Regions from separate parts of the Mus musculus genome. Here regions 1 and 2 are each linked to region 3. A link is a contact called in public Hi-C data. All regions are on one chromosome and are shown on one strand. Each heading gives the region's core, a stretch centred on a gene start, on an enhancer-like site or on the middle of the called end of the contact. The rest is flanking DNA. Distances are from core to core; before and after follow the strand shown. Region 1 overlaps Nova1 (NOVA alternative splicing regulator 1). Region 2 overlaps Nova1 (NOVA alternative splicing regulator 1). Region 3 holds the start of Nova1 (NOVA alternative splicing regulator 1).

Region 1 (4,429 bases), core at 575-3,074, 72 kb after region 3:
GGAAGTGTAAGCTGAATAAACCCTTTCCTCCCCAACTTGCTTCTTGGTCATGATGTTTTGTTCAGAAATATAAACCCTGACTAAGACAATGAAATACCAAAAAAAAAAAAAAAAATAGATTTACAAAAATGACTAGAATAAGGACTTAAGGACTTAATCACCAACCAGAATATACATGCTTGCATGCGATCTTGCATGTGTGTGTGTGTGTAAGTAATTATTCGTCAAATTAGCAGATTGTGAAAGAATCAGGGTAGAATTTCCCTACACCCGTCTGAACCTTTGGGCTCTCTAAAGCAAATCTGGCTTCCCTATTTTTGTAGACTTCATATCTAAGGTGGAAAGTGACCATTTGGAGACCTGGCACACTGGAAATCCAAACTACTTTTTGGAGTATGTTCCATGAGAAGCAGAGCCTTGGTCATCTTTCCTGTTTTCATATGGGTGTGCGCTCTTGATTGTATTAGCACTTTTTCTCCAAGGATGTTGAAGGACATGGAAGGTCCAGTATATGTCTCTGCTCTTGTGTCATTTTGCCCCAAAGATAGAATAATTATCTGGTGAGATATATTGGAAAATGTACGTATATAACAGAGCATCAGAGAGTCCTTGAAAAGAACTGTGTAAATGTACTTTGTCAATGGACCACTAATAGACACCTTTTCATGCATCCTAGTAAAGGGGCCATAGCATTCAGTACTAGTTGTACTCTTAGGATGAAGGAAAGGGGCTATGTTCTCCTTAGCACTGGGTAGGACTGAGGTTGTTTGCAGAGGTTTCCAGGGTAGCTCTTTGGTGTTGTTCCTGGCTGCAGGCATTGATGTGCCTTTAATACTCTTTGGTGTGTGATAACCTGCAATATATTGTACTTTTGGACTTAAATATTTTAGGTTACCTGAAAATAGCAAGACTTATTAAGAAAATAGTGACACCTTATTGTGAGTTATTATCTCCTTGTTTCTAAAATCCAAGCAAGTTTTATATAGGCAATTTCAACACTTATGTTGCTTTCAGGTAAAATCTGACTGGTTACAAAACCAGCAAGAGGCCCTGTTGTACATGAGTGAGTGGGTGCGCATATGTTCTAACGTTAGGGTGTAGTGCCACTTCAGTAACATTATTTTTTCTTACTGAGAGTTTTGTAAGACAAATCTCCTAAATCTGAAGAAGAGCTTATCAAGAAACAGTCTTAACAAAGTCTAAAATTAAGTCTGACTAGGTCAAGCTGACTCTTCAGAAATGAACGGTCTGCAAAAACAAATCCCTCCATATTTTATAGGTATCATAATTCAGACATGAAGCAACTTGGTATCTTCAGTATACAGAATTCAACTAAAATGCATCAGGTATGCAAAGGATGGTTTAAAACATGACATATTACAATTTAAGAAATAAAACTCAGATATGATACACATTCTAGAATAAGCACATAGTAACTCCAAAGATATAACAAATTGATTCCAAACTTTTAACATGTAATATTTAAAATAGTGTTCATTTTAACCAAGAAATTCAAACTAGGGAAATAGGTAGATGTGGCACTTTTAAATTAAAATTGGTGTAATCTAAATAAACATTCTAATATATCCTGAAAAGGCAGCAGATGAAACATTGATAGGTTAGTCAAACCTGATCACAAGTATTGTATGTTGTGGCAAGCTGTCAAATCATCTCATTTGTATCTGGTAGGAGAGGCCAGAGGAAGAGCAAAAGGAATCTGAGCAGTGGAAATGAAGTGGGAAAAAAAATCTCAGCCTCACCTCTGTGTGGGTGATTGACTGGGAAGGGTCATGGTGAGACTATGAAAGGATGGGTGTACTTGGGTGGTTCTCCACATTATACACACTGTGAGTCTCCTGAACTGCAAAGCCCAAGGATGTGCATATACTTGCATTATCTCAGTAAGAGAGAGAAAGAGAACTAAATTGTGGAAAAGCATTTTTATAAGTAAAGGCACATTTGGTCTAATTGTATAACTCTTCAATTTTAGAAAGCAGGCCAATGAGGTGGGATTTTTTTTGTTCTTGCTTTTGTTGTTGTTGTATATTTTGTTTGTTTGTTTGTTTGTTTGTTTTTCAAGACAGGGATTTTCTGTGTAGCCCTGGCTGTCCTGGAACTCACTTTATAGACCAGGTTGGCCTCGAACTCAGAAATCCACCTGCCTCTGCCTCCTGAGTGCTGGGATTAAAGGTGTGCGCCGCCACACCAGACATGTTGTTGTATTTTTTAACATTTAAACATGACATGAAGTGTTAATGCATGTTACTAAGCAACATTAACTTTGAAATTATAATAGGGAGTTAATGCTTAGGAAACCAACTGACCCAAATTTCTTATCCTTTTGGAATTTCACAAATGATTAAAAACAGAAATCTGTTAGTCATCAGCAAACTCCACCCAATATACAGAGCTAAAATATTTCATATTGAAATGGTCTCAAACATGAGTCATGTTTATTTAATATATTTGTTGTTAGATACTCAAGTAAAATTGGCAGCAGTTTGATGGCCCTTTTATTCCCATTTGGGGATAGTAGCTTTGCATGCATAACACTAGAGAGCTCAGGGAGTGGGGCTGGGAAGGGGCTGGTCACTGAACTGAGGACCAGGACATCCTAGGCAAGCTCCCTGCTACTGAGCTACCTCCCAGCCTGTTGGGTTTTAAAGTGAGAAAGAGTCTTTCTCAGCTGTGTAGCCCAGTATTCAACTTCTGAGCCTGCTGCCTTGATCCTCTGGAACTGGAATCACACACAGGCACAAAGCTCTGTACCGACAAAAAGCAGTTTGTAAAACTGAGTTTGTGCTCTAAAACCAAAGATTTAATTATATAATATTTCAAGTATATAATGCAATATAAATGAAAACTACCAAATGGAAGTAATTTCATCTTAAAATTGAAAGCTTTTTAATATTTTCAATTTTAGAATCTCAAATAAAGTACTTTGTACAATCATCCATTCAATGTTTGTACAAATGGATGTACAAACATTGTACAGCCATTCAATAACAATTTGAAGCAGAACCCTTTGCCCCTGAAGACAACTAGAACAAAATTTTTGTAAGTACATTAATTTTTTTCCTTGGTTAAACAGTACAGAAGGAAAATATTAGAGAATCTATGTTAGAGGCAATTTAGAGGCAAAGGGCCAAAAAAAGCTTCTAAAAAGGATGCAATGACTTCTCTAAGGAAAGATTTAGAGTAAGCAAATATTAGAGATTACCCAGTGAGTAAATACACACACACACACACACACACACACACACACACACACACACAAATACACACAAATACACACAAATAAATTTTAATTTAAAAAAGTCTATGTCAATGTTGCATGTTAAAAGTAAGAAAATACCACAAGTAATATAAAGATTGGTTTGAAATTCAGTTTTAATACCAAGAAAAAAATAATTAGTAGAGGCACAAATGCTGCACTGTCAGCTGATGTTGCCCCAAACCTACAGCTGTACAGTTGCAGCATAAATTACATGTGCTGCAATCATCCCTATACATTACCTCTAGATCCACTGCAAATCCTGGCAACACTGTAATAATGTGGCAGTATTCACTGTCCCATGGCATTGAACTTCTTTGGTATTACTGGCGCATACTAATCATAGCAAAACTAGAAAAGACCATGAATGTAAGGGAGTATCATGTGTAAACCCCAGATCTTCATGATGGAGACATGCATATTCTTTTTTTTTTTAAAGTATTTATTTGATTTACATTTCCAATGCTATCCCAAAAGTCCCCCACAGCCCCCCCCCCCCCCGCACTCCCACTTCTTGGCCCTGGTGTTCCCCCTATACTGAGGCATATAAAGTTTGCACGACCAATGGGCCTCTCTTTCCACTGATGGCCAACTAGGCCATCTTCTGATACATATGCAGCTAGAGACACGAGCTCCGGGGTACTGGTTAGTTCATATTGTTGTTCCACCTCTAGAATTGCAGATCCCTTTAGCTCCTTGGTTACTTTCTCTAGCTCCTCTGTTGGGGGCCCTGTGATGCATCCAATAGCTGACTGTGAGCATCCACTTCTGTGTTTGCTAGGCCCCAGTGTAGTCTCACAAGAGACAGCTATATCTGGGTCCTTTCAGCAAAATCTTGCTAGTATATGCAATGGTGTCAGCGTTTGGAAGCTGATTATGGGGTGGATCCCTGGATATGGCAGTCTCTAAATGGTCTATCCTTTCGTCTCAGCTAAAAACTTTGTCTCTGTAACTCCTTCCATGGGTGTTTTGTTCCCAATTCTAAGAAGAGGCAAAGTATCCACACTTTGGTCTTCGTTCTTCTTGAGTTTCATGTGTTTAGCAAATTGTATCTTATATTTTGGATATTCTAAGTTTCTGGGCTAATATCCACTTATCAGTGAGTACATATTGTGTGAGTTATTTTGTGATTGGGTTACCTCACTCAGGATGATG
Region 2 (4,866 bases), core at 427-2,926, 110 kb after region 3:
CTCCTGGATCACATGAAGCAAGCATTAAACGAAGAAGAGCAAATCCTTAATTTATTGAAAGAATTGTAGCTTATCAATAACATTTCATTCTCAGTAATTTGTAGCTCTCCCCTGTACTCCTTCATGGTAGGTTCCCATCAGATGGTAGCAGTAAAGGAGTGTCATCTTTGTTGTTCACTCAAACGTTCAATAGAGAGCATTTCTTTTGAATTGTCCTAATTATTGATCTGTCTATAAATATAGTCTATTTGGGAAAATATAGCTCAGTTAATAATGTTAAGGTTTACAATAGTAAAATATTAGATATATATGCATATATACATACATACACATAGATATAGATATAGATATACACTAATTTGAACTTAGTTTATATTTACCCAGCTATTTTCAAATATGTTTCAACTCTTATAACTGACAGAAATGGCAAAAATCAGGGATTTCTATTTTAGGTTAAAAATTAATACCTTGTGTTATAACTTGTATAACCCTGTTGTAAAAGCAGGAAGAAAAAAATCTCCCCTAAAGAAAATTTCTATAAGCAAAACAGAATACAGTCAAAAATTAACATTTATGTTGTTTTCTAATCAGCATTAGCTAAATGATTTTGCTTTACCTCTCATTTGCCATTAGTCATTTGTGTTGCTGTTATGCAGAAACCAATTGTAAATACACAAAAGATCTAGAGATGAAAACCATAACAGTAATTCAGATGATATGCTTGCTCTGCAGAGCCAACATTCCAAAACTTCACATTGTAAAGATTATCATTTCTAGCACTTGCCTTTTACTTAGTCTTCAGCCGTGTTAACCTGTTTCTTTGGATCGCACTGTCTGTGCACAGTATTGTGCAACAGTAGCGCTCGTGGAAATGGAAGATCCACTGTGTGATGAGCCTTGTCAATAGATAGCAGGAAGTGAACCCTAGAGCACACCGTATGTGGTGAGGACCTTGTCTTCATCTTTACCTGCTGAGTAAGCCCATGTGAGACTCAGTTGTTAGGCTCTCTTAGAGCCTTTCATCTGACACATGAAAGTCCCCAGCTCTTCTCACAGTGCTGCGGTGTCTGAGTGTCTTCATTTAAAGGAAGTGTGAAAAATATTAGCCTTTAGAAGGAAATGACTTGGTGAATAGCTTATTTAAATGTTCGAGTAAACAGCATACCAATACTAGTATTGTCTGCTTCTGAAGTCCAAGATATTTCTGTGGTGAGGTTCACTGCTCTCAGCTTGGTTGTATAATTCCAGTCTAGAGAGAGCATGCCATTGCTCTTAGTAGTGAAATGCCCTGGTCTCTATTAGTAAACATTTGGTAAAGCTGACACTGCTACATCTTATTTTTCTTTTATCTGTTTAATATTTTAAGGTGAATGTTTGCACTATTTATTTATTTATTTATTTATTTATTTATTTATTTATGAGGGTTTCAAGTGAAAAAAAAAACTGTAAGGCAAAGAGAATTGGTTAAACTTTCAGAAGTGTCAACAGGATGAGTAGCATTTATCAGTTCCAAGAAGATGCTTATACACTCGCTCATCTCATCAGACTTTTATAAATCAGTCACTGGTGTATGGTTATCAGGAGGGGGCAGAGATAAAAGGTGCAGGCTCAGAACTGTCTTTTCTTCCCCTTTTCTGCTATTGATCTTGCTACTTCCCCTTTCTTAACCTATAACGTTATTTATACTCCACTGAAATCATTGAAGCCATCAAAAGAGAACTTCCTAAAACTGATGTTGACAGTACTTATTAGACCAACACTTCACACACATGACTTTTGCCTTTTCATTTATTTCCACAGGCCTTGCTCTCTCAGTTCCTATAAATCAGTTATTTCAGTTGTACAATAAGCATATCCATTTCTCTAATAATTCTTTGTCGAGTTTTTCAATCTGCATGCAGTTGTTTTTCTCCCGTCTTTTTTCTTTTTAGGTTGTGAGCCTCCCATAGATGCATGTGATGTACTGTGATCATATTCACTCTGCTCCTTGCCCTCTCTTCCCCCTCCCACTCCTGTCTCTAATCTCAAAGCACTGAACAGCCTTCTTTCATCATTTCTCCTTTCCTCCACAAACTAATCCCTCTTCTCTTCCTTTGTAGGAAAATCCACAAAAGTATTATCTCTACTCTGTTTTCCATGTTCTTTCTGTCCCAGAATCTACTCCAGTGGGGCTCTTACCTCCACCACTCACCCGATATGCAGTGATAGCCACACTTCTGGTGCCAGGGGTTTCTTCTCAGTCCACATGTCATTGGCCTGTTGGCACTATGTATCCGTTTTGTTACATCTGCTTCCTGTCCCTGAAATCCACGGTTCAGCTTTGACTGTACTCTGTTGATCCTGCTTTCACGCTCTTATTCTCGCTCTTGTCACCTCACACTGATGGATTTCCTATTCTTCAGATACGGGACTCCTGAGCATCGTGTGCATTGCCCTTTATGTCTGCTATGTTCAGCATATGTGCTTCAGGCATTTTGTGATGCTTCCATGCCTTACATGCTACCATATGAAGAATACTTCTCACAGATCCAAAGGATGGACAGTCTAAGACCCAGCATCTAACGAGAGCTCTCTTACAGCATACTCACGTGGCAGAGGGTAGAATATAGAGAAAGGAACCAACAGACTGACTTCATATGGCAGAAGAGACAGAAAGCATTCCCACAAACATGTCATATAGCAGAAGTAACCCTTTAGTGAGGGTGAAACCCATAAAATACATGTACTACTGAATGCTCTGGCCTCCCAACACAGTTGCATTGGGGTCAAATTTTAGCACATGAACTGTAGAAAAGACAAAAGCTGTTTCTCAAACCATATTCAAGCAACCATGAACTCACAGAATCTCTGTGTGGGCTCACACAAGCTTCTTACCATGTTTTAAACATTCTTTTCTTTAATTAATTTATTTACTTTTTCTATGTGAGTACGCTGTCACTCTCTTCAGTCACACCAGAAGAGGGCATCGGATCTCATTATAGATGGTTGTGAGCTACGATGTGGTTGCTGGGAATTGAATTCAGGACCTCTGCAAGAGCAGTCAGTGCTCTTAACTGCTGAACCATCTCTCCAGTCTCATATTTTAATATTCATGATTTAAATTTATTGTTTTCAAAAATGTTTTATAAATGTTAAGCTTCAGGTCCCAAGTTCCTTGACCTAGCCTCTCACCGTACAACTCCAGACTGCATGACCAACCTAAACTGCCTTTTCAACTGTTGCAAGTTTGTATTCTCTTGCTTACATCTTAACTATTCTAAACCAGTTTACCTGGTAAACCAATATACCCAGCATTGCACCAGCACTTGTGAGGCTCTATCTCTGAACTCACTGCTTCTTTTTTTATCTGTTCCCAACACTACCCCTCACTCACTCAGGGCATTCACATCACATGGTTACTCAGGGCATTCACATCACATGGTTACTCAGGGCATTCACATCACATGGTTACTCAGGGCATTCACATCACATGGTTGCTCTGGGCATTCACATCACATGGTTACTCTGGGCATTCACATCACATGGTCACTCAGGGCATTCACATCACATGGTCACTCAGGGCATTCACATCACATGGTCACTCAGGGCATTCACATCACATGGTTACTCTGGGCATTCACATCACATGGTTACTCAGGGCATTCACATCACATGGTCACTCAGGGCATTCACATCACATGGTCACTCAGGGCATTCACATCACATGGTCACTCAGGACATTCACATCACATGGTCACTCAGGACATTCACATCACATGGTCACTCAGGGCATTCACATCACATGGTCACTCAGGACATTCACATCACATGGTCACTCAGGACATTCACATCACATGGTCACTCAGGACATTCACATCACATGGTCACTCAGGGCATTCACATCACATGGTCACTCAGGGCATTCACATCACATGGTCACTCAGGGCATTCACATCACATGGTCACTCAGGGCATTCACATCACATGGTCACTCAGGACATTCACATCACATGGTTACTCAGGGCATTCACATCACATGGTCACTCAGGGCATTCACATCACATGGTTACTCAGGGCATTCACATCACATGGTTACTCAGGGCATTCACATCACATGGTTACTCTGGGCATTCACATCACATGGTTACTCTGGGCATTCACATCACATGGTCACTCAGGGCATTCACATCACATGGTCACTCAGGGCATTCACATCACATGGTCACTCAGGGCATTCACATCACATGGTTACTCAGGGCATTCACATCACATGGTTACTCTGGGCATTCACATCACATGGTTACTCTGGGCATTCACGTCACATGGTCACTCAGGGCATTCACGTCACATGGTCACTCAGGGCATTCACATCACATGGTCACTCAGGGCATTCACATCACATGGTCCTTTCAGATACTGACAGATTCTTCCTCAGCTCTTGTCTTTCCACATGTGAAATTCTAATTTCAGAGACCTGTTTGCTTAACGCCATTGGAGTCTGTCAAGACTATTTATTGCAAATCCATCTACTCCAGAAGGCCACTTGCCTTCCTTGTTTAGTGCGCCTGCCTGGCCTCCCTCTCTGATTGCATCGTTCTTGCTGCATTTTGTTCTACTGTCTTGGGAGAACTGTGCACTTTCTTCCTAATACACCTATTATGTATTGTGTATCCCATCACTCCTTTGGAACATTACATTGTATGACAATAGGAATCTTCTCTGTTGTCTTCTCTGGTGTATGAACCAGAACCTGGGGCATACATAGTAGGTTCTGAGAAGGTCCATGTTAACCGACTGCTATTGCATAGAACACGATCATATGTTTCATAGAATCCATCAATTGAAACTCTGCTCGGGAATTGTCTCTAATCGTGTAAAGAAAATAGG
Region 3 (4,297 bases), core at 613-3,112:
CTGGTGAATACGTGCCCGCCTTTGTATGTCTAAGAACATTTACCGTAAATATGACGTCTATGGATCGCGTGAGTCTAGAGAGTCCAACAAGTTGCAATCCTTGTTTTAAGCAGAAAAGAACCTGTCTCTAAATTTCTGCAGTCGGCGTTCAGAATGACATAGTGCCCAGTCTGAAAGATTCGGGGATTGAATTAGTAGTTTACTGGTTATTATTTTTAGGTGAGTTTGGATAAATAGTCTCTTCAAAATGATACAGCGTCGCAAGATGGGACAGTACTACTATAGACTGTACCGAATGCAATGGATAGTATGTAAAGTGGTAAACATTTAATGACTGACATAAGGGCTTTTTCCATGACACACTGTCAGAACAGCTTGATTGGGTTTGAAATCAGTTTTTCAGACTTTGGCTTTTCCACTAACCCGGATTCCTAGCATCAGGACTTAAAATACTAACTTGATGCATGACCTTGAACAAAATACCCTGAGTCACTTTCCTTATCTACAGAAGGACTGGACTAGATAACCTCTAGGGTCTTTTATAATGCTAGCTTAGCCACACTTCCCGCATCCCCCTCCCGCCCCCTCCAGTGTGGAAGGGCTGAGGATCAGGATCCTGAAACCGCCCGAAGCTATGTAAGTCGTGGGTGCCCAGATGCCTTCATCTGTGTTTCGTGCAGTGTGTGAAGCTGCGTACACCCTCAGCTGTTGCCTCTTCAGTTTGCCTCCCGGGTCCCTGTGGAGACCACATATCGCTTTATTTATTTATATCCTGGCTTGCTCCCGAAAGCACATAAGGCGCCAAGACACAGTAAGTCCCCGACAGTGTCACACGGTGCGAGAAAGAAATCCTCTGATGACATCTCCTTTAGAAAACCGCCTCCCAGAGATGCTAATGAATGCCTTTTGCCGAACTCTCCGGGTCCCAGCTGGGTTTCTGGTCTCCTGCCTGAGCCGTCCACCCCTCCCCGCGGTCACTCAGACGCCCTTCCCGGACTAGCCCAAACTGTCACCACCAAGTCCCAGCTGGACCAGGATCCCGCCCGGCTCCCTCGCTCGGCTGTCATTGGCTGCTGCTGCCGTCACTCCCCGCACGGCTCCGCCTCCCCGCCTAGCGCGTTTTGTGGACCCCTGGGTTTCCGCGGCAAGCCGCTGACGTTTGCCTGAGCGGCGTTGCCTGGGCCCCGCGACCTTTCACCCCGCCTCCCCGCGGGAGCGCCCCGGCCCGCTCCGCGCCCCCGCCAAGCCCGCGCGCCCCCGCCAAGCCCGCGCGCGCCCGCCGCCCCGCAGGCGGAGACTCCGGCGCGGAGGCCGGCCCCGCGCGGCGCGTGTGGGAGTCGCGGCCCCTCGCGGCCCCCGCCCGCCGCCCCCCACGCGCGGGAGACACGATGAGCGCGGGCGGGCGGCAGCGGCGCGGAGCAGCGCAGGCGGCACACGCGCCCAGGCAGCGGCGGCGGCGGCAGCAGCGGGAGCGAGCGCCGCGTTAGCCGGGTCCGCCGCTCCGGCCGCCCGCGGCCGCTCCTCCTCCCGCTCATTCACTCGCCCTCCTCCCGGCCGCCCGCGCCTCCTCCGCTCATTCACTCCCGCTCTGCCCGCCGCTTTCTTCTCCTTCTTCACCCTCCGGCTCCCACACCCCCTCCATTCCCGCTCCTAGCCGACACTGCACTGCAGCTGCTCCGCGCCCTGCCCCCTCCCCAGTGAGCACATCAGCCACACTGCTCGCCGCCTCAGACTGCTATTGATCCGATTAAAGAAAAAAAAAAAAAAAAAAAGAAAAAAAAAAAAAAAACCTTAGCAACCCCAAACGAGAAAAAAAAAAAAAAAAGCCAAAACAAAAGGGAGCCGCTTCTCCCGGTGCAGCGGCAGGAACTGCAAGCATGATGGCGGCAGCTCCCATTCAGCAGAACGGGACCCATACGGGGGTTCCCATAGATCTGGACCCGCCGGACTCGCGGAAAAGGCCGCTTGAAGCGCCCCCTGAAGCCGGCAGCACCAAGAGGACCAACACGGGCGGTGGGTATCGCTTCCGCCTCCCGCCCCGTCCCCGCCGCCCTCCCGCGCCGTGGCCGCTGCCGCCGGCCGTCCCGCGCCCCCTCCCCTGCACCTGCCCCGGCCCCGTCTCATCAAGATGGCGACCCGGGGTTCTGAGCCGACCCGCTCGCCCCAGCCGGTGCTGGCCCCGGCGACAGGGTCCGCTCCCAGGGCCGCCCCCCGCGAGAGGTGATGGCCGCCTGAAGATGCGCGCTGCATTTAACAGTCTGATCAAATAAATAAATAAATGGCACTTGGGTAGCGGCTTGCAGATGCTGGGGGCACCGGAGACTTTTGCCTCTGTTCATCCCCTTGCTCTGGGCCACAAGTAGTATGCAAAATCTTGATGAGTGCATGCCCTGAGCGCACTTACATGGTCGGTACAAATATCGCATTGATTTGTCTTCAAGGGTATGCATACGAGGGGGGTGTCTGGTACGGTGACTTGTTAGTTAACATCCTGCGCTTCCTCGGAAGATGAGTTATAACGGGACCGCTATCGCTTCTTCATTTGCACTGGAGTCATCTTAACAATGCATCCAATGCATCGAAGCAGAGGTGAATTTATCTCCAGCATATACATTAGAAATGGATGGGGGTCTTGTGAGTGGCACATCGCAAAAAATTCGGAATACTCGTTCCCAGTAAAGAGCTGGATTTACCGCGAAGTTTCCTATTTAAGACGTGATCAGGTTGACGGAAACTAAAGTTTATGGAGTTGGCTTTATTTTCTGAAACATTTCATTTTTCTTTTTTTTTTTTCACGGCTCATCGAACCTCCCCCCGCCCCCGTCTCCGTTTTATGGTTCTTTTGGAGATGGAGCGTTATCTATTTGGTGACTTTGGAGTGTATTTAGAATAAATAACTCGTAAGCTTTTTAGTATTGGCAAGATTCTTCTTAAGGTCTTTTAATTAATGAGCTTAGCCGAGATCATAGTAGACTTAGAAGTGCCGCGGAAATACATCGGGATTACTTAGATTCTCAGTCCACCACATTGACGCTTTTTTTCCCCTTGGCAGTTTCTCACGGCTTGGAATACTCCCTACAGTTTGGGTGGACTATTTTGCAGGAAGATGGTTGTTTTGTATACTTAAAGTCGGATATAGCCAGTGATTAATTGCAGTCTTTTATGTTTGCTATGACAGACAAATTTAGCGGATCACTACTTACAGTGTTGGATTTTTTTTCATCTTCAGTATGTTAAGTGAAGGTTTGTCATGTTCTAAATCTCTGAAGTTTTGTTAAAGGGTCAGTTTCTTTCATTTTGCCATGGTAACCACAGAATTGGAAGACTTTCATGTTTGGAGTAACAACTGGAATTTACTCCCCAGTCTCTATCGTACTGCAAATTGTTAGAACGTGTGAATCCCGAAAACTGGGGAAGATTTTGTAAATGCTTGTTTTTCAGTGTAATTGGTGGTTTTCATTCCTTAAGCATTTTAAAGTGCTGTTTTCTGCAATTCTACGTCCATTGGTTTAGTTGATGTTTTCTCTCTGGAGGGTGGGTTGGGGATTCAAAGTTTAAAATGATCATGTTAATCAAATGTATTTCTTTACATTTTTCAGAAGACGGCCAGTACTTTCTAAAGGTTCTCATACCTAGTTATGCTGCTGGATCTATAATTGGGAAGGGAGGACAGACAATTGTTCAGTTGCAAAAAGAAACTGGAGCCACTATCAAGCTGTCTAAATCCAAAGATTTTTATCCAGGTAGGTGAAATGGTAAAGAAATTGTTTGACTAATTTCCCAAGGAAAAACACCAAATATCTACATGTGCTGTGTGTTGTCTTAAAAAAAATTTTTTTAAATGATGAAGATCTGAGTGTTACATTAGCATACATTGTGGAATTTCTTTAAGCGTATTTCCATTGTTGTTCATGTTTTTCCCTCCCATTAATTGATATACTGTGTATGTGATTTAGACTAATGGTGAGATAATTCTCTGCATGCTTTGGAATGCTAATTGCTAGCACAAAAACTTAAAAATTAGAGCTAGAACCCTGGACAGTTGGCATAAGGAAATGTGGTTCCTCTGAAGTTTGCAGACATCATTGTCATGACAATTAGTTTAGTGTGAATTCAGAGGAGGGGGCTGGGTGGTTTCTTAAAGAATGGACCATTTACTTCTGCATCCATTATGTACCTCTTTCTGCTTGGTTGCTTTGTTTGTTGGCCTTGGATGAAGTAAAGAGGACAAGTGCGGTCTCTTCAGATATTTAAAATACTTTAGTAATCTAATTGGGATAAGAAATTTACTACGCCG

The links. Hi-C and Micro-C count contacts between places; a contact is called where the count stands out from the background.
Region 1: a contact with region 3 is called in a Hi-C map of uterus, with 2.8 times the contacts expected there. The contact joins the enhancer-like site here to the promoter of Nova1 in region 3. A contact is called at or near these places in 5 of 484 Hi-C or Micro-C datasets (the G1E-ER4 cell line, the N1E-115 cell line, adipose-derived mesenchymal stem cells and 1 more), 2 of 115 datasets of contacts at active chromatin or transcription factors (the SCID.adh cell line and embryonic stem cells) and 2 of 9 other capture datasets (adipose tissue and pancreatic islet).
Region 2: a contact with region 3 is called in a Hi-C map of the G1E-ER4 cell line, with 2.5 times the contacts expected there. The contact joins the enhancer-like site here to the promoter of Nova1 in region 3. A contact is called at or near these places in 1 of 15 datasets of contacts at CTCF or cohesin (the G1E-ER4 cell line), 8 of 484 Hi-C or Micro-C datasets (the G1E-ER4 cell line, the N1E-115 cell line, cerebellar granule neurons and 2 more), 6 of 115 datasets of contacts at active chromatin or transcription factors (the SCID.adh cell line, a beta-TC-6 cell line, differentiating embryonic stem cells and 3 more) and 3 of 9 other capture datasets (adipose tissue, liver and pancreatic islet).

What each region holds. Positions count from the first base shown.
Region 1 is chr12:46,744,361-46,748,789 of GRCm38.p6, reverse strand. All of the region lies in intron 2 of Nova1 (NOVA alternative splicing regulator 1), which reads left to right. Among named protein-coding and RNA genes, the nearest start is that of Nova1, 72 kb to the left of the region's middle. Within about 2 kb of position 1,824, at least 14 of the 459 cell types and tissues checked have an H3K27ac peak or open chromatin away from gene starts, as enhancers often do. A contact at or near this core is called in adipose tissue and uterus, where this site is marked.
Region 2 is chr12:46,707,046-46,711,911 of GRCm38.p6, reverse strand. All of the region lies in intron 4 of Nova1 (NOVA alternative splicing regulator 1), which reads left to right. Among named protein-coding and RNA genes, the nearest start is that of Nova1, 110 kb to the left of the region's middle. Within about 2 kb of position 1,676, at least 4 of the 459 cell types and tissues checked have an H3K27ac peak or open chromatin away from gene starts, as enhancers often do. A contact at or near this core is called in the G1E-ER4 cell line, where this site is marked.
Region 3 is chr12:46,816,332-46,820,628 of GRCm38.p6, reverse strand. Nova1 (NOVA alternative splicing regulator 1) reads left to right here and starts at 1,862. Exons shown (of 5, transcript NM_021361.2): 1 at 1,862-2,013; 2 at 3,600-3,743. The coding sequence starts at 1,878.